Regions from separate parts of the Oryzias latipes genome. Here region 1 is linked to region 2. The links are chromatin contacts, called in public Hi-C maps. All regions are on one chromosome and are shown on one strand. The core of a region is the stretch at or near the end of the contact, and the rest is flanking DNA. Distances in the headings are between cores, read along the strand shown.

Region 1 (2,700 bases), core at 167-2,666, 360 kb after region 2:
TCCAACTCTTCATCATCCTCCATCTCTAAAGAGATGATAAATTGGGGCGACAGTGGCTCAGGTGGTTGAGCGGGTCGTCCAATGATCGAAGGGTTGGCGGTTCGATCCCCGCTCCCTCCAGCCAAAATGTCGTTGTGTCCTTGGGCAAGACACCTCACCCTCCTTGCCTCCAGTGTGGCTCCACTGGTGTGTGGATGTGTATGAATGATCCCGGTGATGGTCAGAGGGGCCGTAGGCGCGAAATGGCAGCCACGCCTCTGTCAGTCTGCCCCAGGGCAGCTGTGGCTACAACCATAGCTTACCATCACCAAGTATGAATGAGGAGTGAATGAATAATGGACACAATGTAAGCGCTTTGGGTGTCTTGAAAAGCGCAGATAAATCCAATCCATTATTATTATTATTATTATTAAAGAAGACACTGAAAAGATGGGAAACATCATTTCTACCATGTTTCCTAACGTCAGCATGAACGTCTAGTCTGCCACAGACCTGGAGGACTAGAAGAAGGTTTAGGAAGAGCAGGTTCTGAGCCTCTTTCTTCTTCAGGTACTGCTGGAGCAGGAACATTTTGCTGCCTGAAACCTGAGGGATTCCTGAGGATAAATGATGCATATCCATCTTCTCTTTTCTGGATAATGAAATACTGTCACCCCTGTCATGCATAATAAAAATAACATAGAAAATGTAATGTAACCCCTGTTCACCTCACTACATTTGGTTAAATGAATAAGGTTTTGAAAACACACTTAACTGGACAAAGTGAGTTTCTAGTTTGAACACGTTCCTCTCATCCCAGCTGTTACCCTCACCGTTGGAGTTTCAGTCCTCATGTTCAACAATGACGGGAAGAGAAATGTTTTCAAATTATAGACTTTGTCCTGTTTTTTATTTTTATTTTTTTACTTACATGAGACTTTAACTTGTTGTGCTCTTGTGTTTTAAAAGCGATCGGATCTAATCTGTCCTGTAAAATCCTTACTACTAAGAGACGATGTGGAAACAGCGCCACCAAGATCTTGCTAGTGGTGAAAAAGTGTATTACATCTAAGAACTACCATAGAGAATGAATAGGAAAAGTTAAGAGAGTTATTTAAGCTGAACTATTATCGCCAAAACGCGCTACAATGCGGAAACTATAATATACACAATTAGTAAATAATAACAGACACAATCCGTGTTTATGTGCTATGTATGTCATCTGACAGTATATATCAAAGATCATAAATCGACTGATATTCTGCACATCATCGTTTCATATTTACCATACGTCCTTAAGGATCTTTTTCTTTCATACTGATATATCAGCTGTTTCTGTAAAGAGTGTCACTACATCATTGGCCGTCAAAAAGTCTTAAATCACAGATCTTACACTAATAAAATTCAGGCCCGCGTGCTCTGATGCTCTGCAGCCTTCTTGGGAATGTAAACATCGCGCATGCGCAAGCTACGGACAGCGGTGCTGGTTGTAGGTGATAATCATGGCGGAGCTAGACAGCGACAATTTTCTTTGCTTGTCTCCGGAGATTGTGAAAGGTTAGTCCTAGTTCTTTTCTATAATTTCGAGTAACAGTTTACTGGTTAAGTCGTCGGTGTGTTTATTTGTAAGCTAGCCAGTTGGAACCATCTGAGCTAATGTTGACGTTAGCTTCCTGAAGCCAAACATTAGCCGACGCTCCAGCCAGGATGATGGCTAACGTGCTAAGCTAAGCTAGCCGCAGTGGATCCAAGGTCGATGACAGGGAGTCTGCATCCGCTGACTGACGGGCTCTGGTCCGTGGAGAAAAGTGACCAGACTGTCGTCAACTGAGACAGTATTGAACTCAGAAGCAATTTTGGAGACACACCTAGCTTGAACTTCCAGCCTGTAAAAATTCCCTCGGTCCATCGTGTCACTGACTGTCCTGAATCAATGTCCCACATCTGAGAAAGTGAGATGCTCAGATCTTGGAAGAGCTCCATTAAAAATTAAATAAAGTTGAATCAAAATCATTTGTATGCTGATATACTTTATTTCAAGTTTTTTCCCCCTCTTCATGCTGATAATAAGATAATTTTGTTGCCATTACAAATATAACAAGTGGAAACAAAAATGTGCTTTCTGATGAGTGCATCCTTCATTCATTAAAAACAAAGAATGTTCAACAAATAAAAGTGTTAAAATGATTTAAACATGAAAACATTTATCTATAAAACATCCAGCAATCACACAGAATCAATGCAAGTTTCCCAAACATCCAACAGCATAGTTCCAGCAGCTTCCAGCAGCTGCAGATGGGAAATTTCAACATCATTTCTACCTATTATTTAAAACACCTATTTTTTTAAAGTTATCTTTTGATCTATGTCCTTGTTTAGCCTTACATGCATCAAAAGAAAAATTAAAATTCATTTTCCTGTTGTGTTCTGTTAAAATCTCTCTTAATCTTAAGTGAAATGTTTATAATCAAACAGATCTGGATTCAGGATAGACATTTGACAGTTAAGGGCGAGGTTACAGTTAGTGTAATGGTGGTAACGGAACCACATTATAGGGTTAAAATACCATCAGTTAAATGTGTGCAAATAACATCAGCCTTTGGAAAAATATCTTTTATTTTTTGTTTTATTTACTGCATTTCTTGCTGTCTCAGCAGAATCTTTGGATTAAATTACTGCAGAGAGGGAACTGCTGATGCGTTGGGCATAGTTTGGGTATTG
Region 2 (2,700 bases), core at 1-2,500:
TATAAATAAAAATAAAATAGTGTGACTAAAGTGACTTATGTGCGTTTAGCAGCAGTCCTGTTTATGGAGGGGGTAGAGTTTGGGGGGTTGGGGGTAATCCTTTGGGTCTTATTGCAGAGTGGAGTTTGTGAGAGCATGTATGCATGAGGAGGACAGTCTCACAGCTGTCTCACAACTTGTGGGAAGAAGCTTTTTAGAATAATTATTTAGCAGTTAATCCGCTTCTCCAATAGATTTTTGTCAGCAAACAACTTTTTTCTGATCTAGATCAGGATGTTTTTGGGCAACGGCTGCAATATTGTTGTCTTAAAGTTTGTCTCGTGTCAATCTTGTCATAATAAAATGACACATTTATCTAACTGTCTCTAATTGTCTTCAGACAAAGTTTGGAAGTTGCCGGTTCATCTGATTCCTTCCTGACACCAAAAATCTCTTTTTTGACCAAATTCTTTTGCTCAGATAGTCTGATTGTGACAAATGTAATTCTTGTGAATATGGTAATAACTGACTTTGCATTTTCCACCTTGTTGCACACAGTAATAATGAGTTTTAACTATCCAGGTGTGAAGATAGAGACTGGTCTCCCTCCCACTCAGTGTTATTGCATGACTCCAACCATAAAGACTTTTCTTTGTTCTGTTTGACAGACGCCGACGGCCTCCTTCCTGTTGTGTGGCTCAGTGTTTGTCTCTTTGAGTTTACCAATGATCTGCTCCGCCTATAAAAGCTTCTCATTTGTTTTTTCCATTTTGACTTGGAAATGATCAACAGTTAGGAAGGTCATCAACAAAGCAGCCCCCAAAAAAACAAGAAAACACAGCACTCTTTTATGTTAAAGGTCACTTCCTCATCTCACCTGCTGTACTCTTTTTTTGTCTACATCTGTTTCATGGACAACGGAACATTATATTTTTCTTGTTATAAATATTTATGCTATACATTAAAAAAAAAAGTAAAGGGCTTATAAGACTTTAAATAATCATTGCAATAATGATTTTTAGCCATAGTCTTTCAATTTAAAAGGCTGCACAAAATAAAGTAAAAAAAACAAAACTTGTTTTAAAATATTACTGTGATGGTTGGTCAACAAAAACAAACATGGTACACCAAACCCTGGCTAAATGTATGCAATGCGTCAGAAAAGGGGATTGGCTGAACTTACCAGCAGAGCGCCGCGTGCTGTTGTCCGCGTGGTGCCCAGGTGTGTTTACGTCCTCCACGTCAGATAATGACAGTTTTATACTTGGGGAAGATCCCCGCGGAGCGGAAATACGGGATGTCTTAGGAAGGAGGGCCTGCCATGTTAGTTAGTTAGTTAGTTAGTTAGTTAGTTAGTTAGTTAGTTAGTTAGTTAGTTAGTTAGTTAGTTAGTTAGTTAGTTAGTTAGTTAGTAAAAAAAAGTTAGTTAGTAGTTAGTTTTGTGTTTTTAGTAAAAAAATATATATAATCTGAAAAAAAAATTGTACTTTTTTCAATTGCATTCATAATTGTACTGCAAGGCGGGAGACATTTCGCTGTTGAAGTTATAGGTGGAAATACTTTGTTCGTTTGTGTCTATGTGATCATAAACGCCCTCCTCGCGAATCTTACATAGTTTCTCTGACCTGGACATGTTATTATCTCAAAAACATCATCGTTTAGATAAGCGTAGGTTCCATAGTGTAGCGGTTATCACGTCTGCTTTACACGCAGAAGGTCCTGGGTTCGAGCCCCAGTGGAACCAGTTACATTTTGCTCTCTCCATACGGAGGATATGCTGCTGCCACATCGGTCAGGGAATATATGTACATATTTATATATTTATCATTTTTTTGTCACAGCGGCAAAGCATGGATTCTATCAAAGTGTAAAATGGAGATGCCGGGGATTGAACCCGGGACCTCATACATGCGAAGCATGCGCTCTACCACTGAGCTACATCCCCTTGACTGTATAAGCGGTAACATTTCATCATATGGATCACACATCTGTAGTGGAATGGACTTTTTTTCATTTTTTGTGAATAATTGTTAATTTTTAACAAATTTTGTTTTGATACAAAATCTATTCATGCAAGAGATAGACCAGGGTGCTAATTTCACAAGCCTTATGCACGTGAAATGGTTAAGCTAACTTTTCCCATTCATTCTCTATGGTAGTTCTTAACACTACGGATGTAATATACTTTTTTTTTTTTACCACTAGCGTGATTGTGGGGGCGCTGTTTCCACATCGTTTTGGTAAGGATTTTACAGGAAGAGAAAACAACAACAATCTTGCGGCCAGATTAGATCCCGGGGGGATTCCAGAAAGCAGGTTATGTGAGTTACCACGGTAAATTTGAGGCTAAGGAAGCGGATAACCTCAGCTTTCGGTTCCAAAAACAGAGGTATGTTTAAGGGTATGCTCTGAACATAACCTGGTCTGGAGCAGGTTTAGAAGTTGGAGGTTAGTTTGTTTTCAGAGAGGTGAAGGAGCATGGCGTGTCCATTTGAAGATGATTTAGTGGATGAAGAAGCTCAGATAATATTTTGTCCAATATGAGAGGGTGATAAGACCATGTATGGATGTTGTAGAGATACACTGGCTCCGTGTGCAGACACGTGACAGCTACATTGAACTGGATGGGTTCACCTGCGTGAGAGCGGACATCTGCTCGATCCCCTCCCAACATCCCTGGTTAAATCCTGCCTTCCTTCTCTTCTTGCACTCATTTCTGCT

The links. Hi-C and Micro-C count contacts between places; a contact is called where the count stands out from the background.
Region 1: a contact with region 2 is called in a Hi-C map of embryo, with 15 times the contacts expected there. The contact joins the promoter of LOC101166820 here to the promoter of LOC101163757 in region 2. A contact is called at or near these places in 2 of 5 Hi-C or Micro-C datasets (embryo and gastrula embryo).

What each region holds. Positions count from the first base shown.
Region 1 is chr14:24,398,696-24,401,395 of ASM223467v1, forward strand. LOC101166820 (zinc finger protein 346) reads left to right here and starts at 1,417. Exons shown (of 7, transcript XM_004076766.4): 1 at 1,417-1,536. The coding sequence starts at 1,482.
Region 2 is chr14:24,040,387-24,043,086 of ASM223467v1, forward strand. It overlaps LOC101163757 (arachidonate 15-lipoxygenase B), which reads right to left and starts at 1,251. Exons shown (of 14, transcript XM_004076760.4): 1 at 1-1,251. trnav-uac (a tRNA gene) reads left to right here and starts at 1,651; the gene lies at 1,651-1,723. It overlaps trnaa-cgc (a tRNA gene), which reads right to left and starts at 1,924; the gene lies at 1,853-1,924. It overlaps LOC105355671 (a long non-coding RNA gene), which reads left to right and starts at 2,539. Exons shown (of 3, transcript XR_002874671.1): 1 at 2,539-2,700.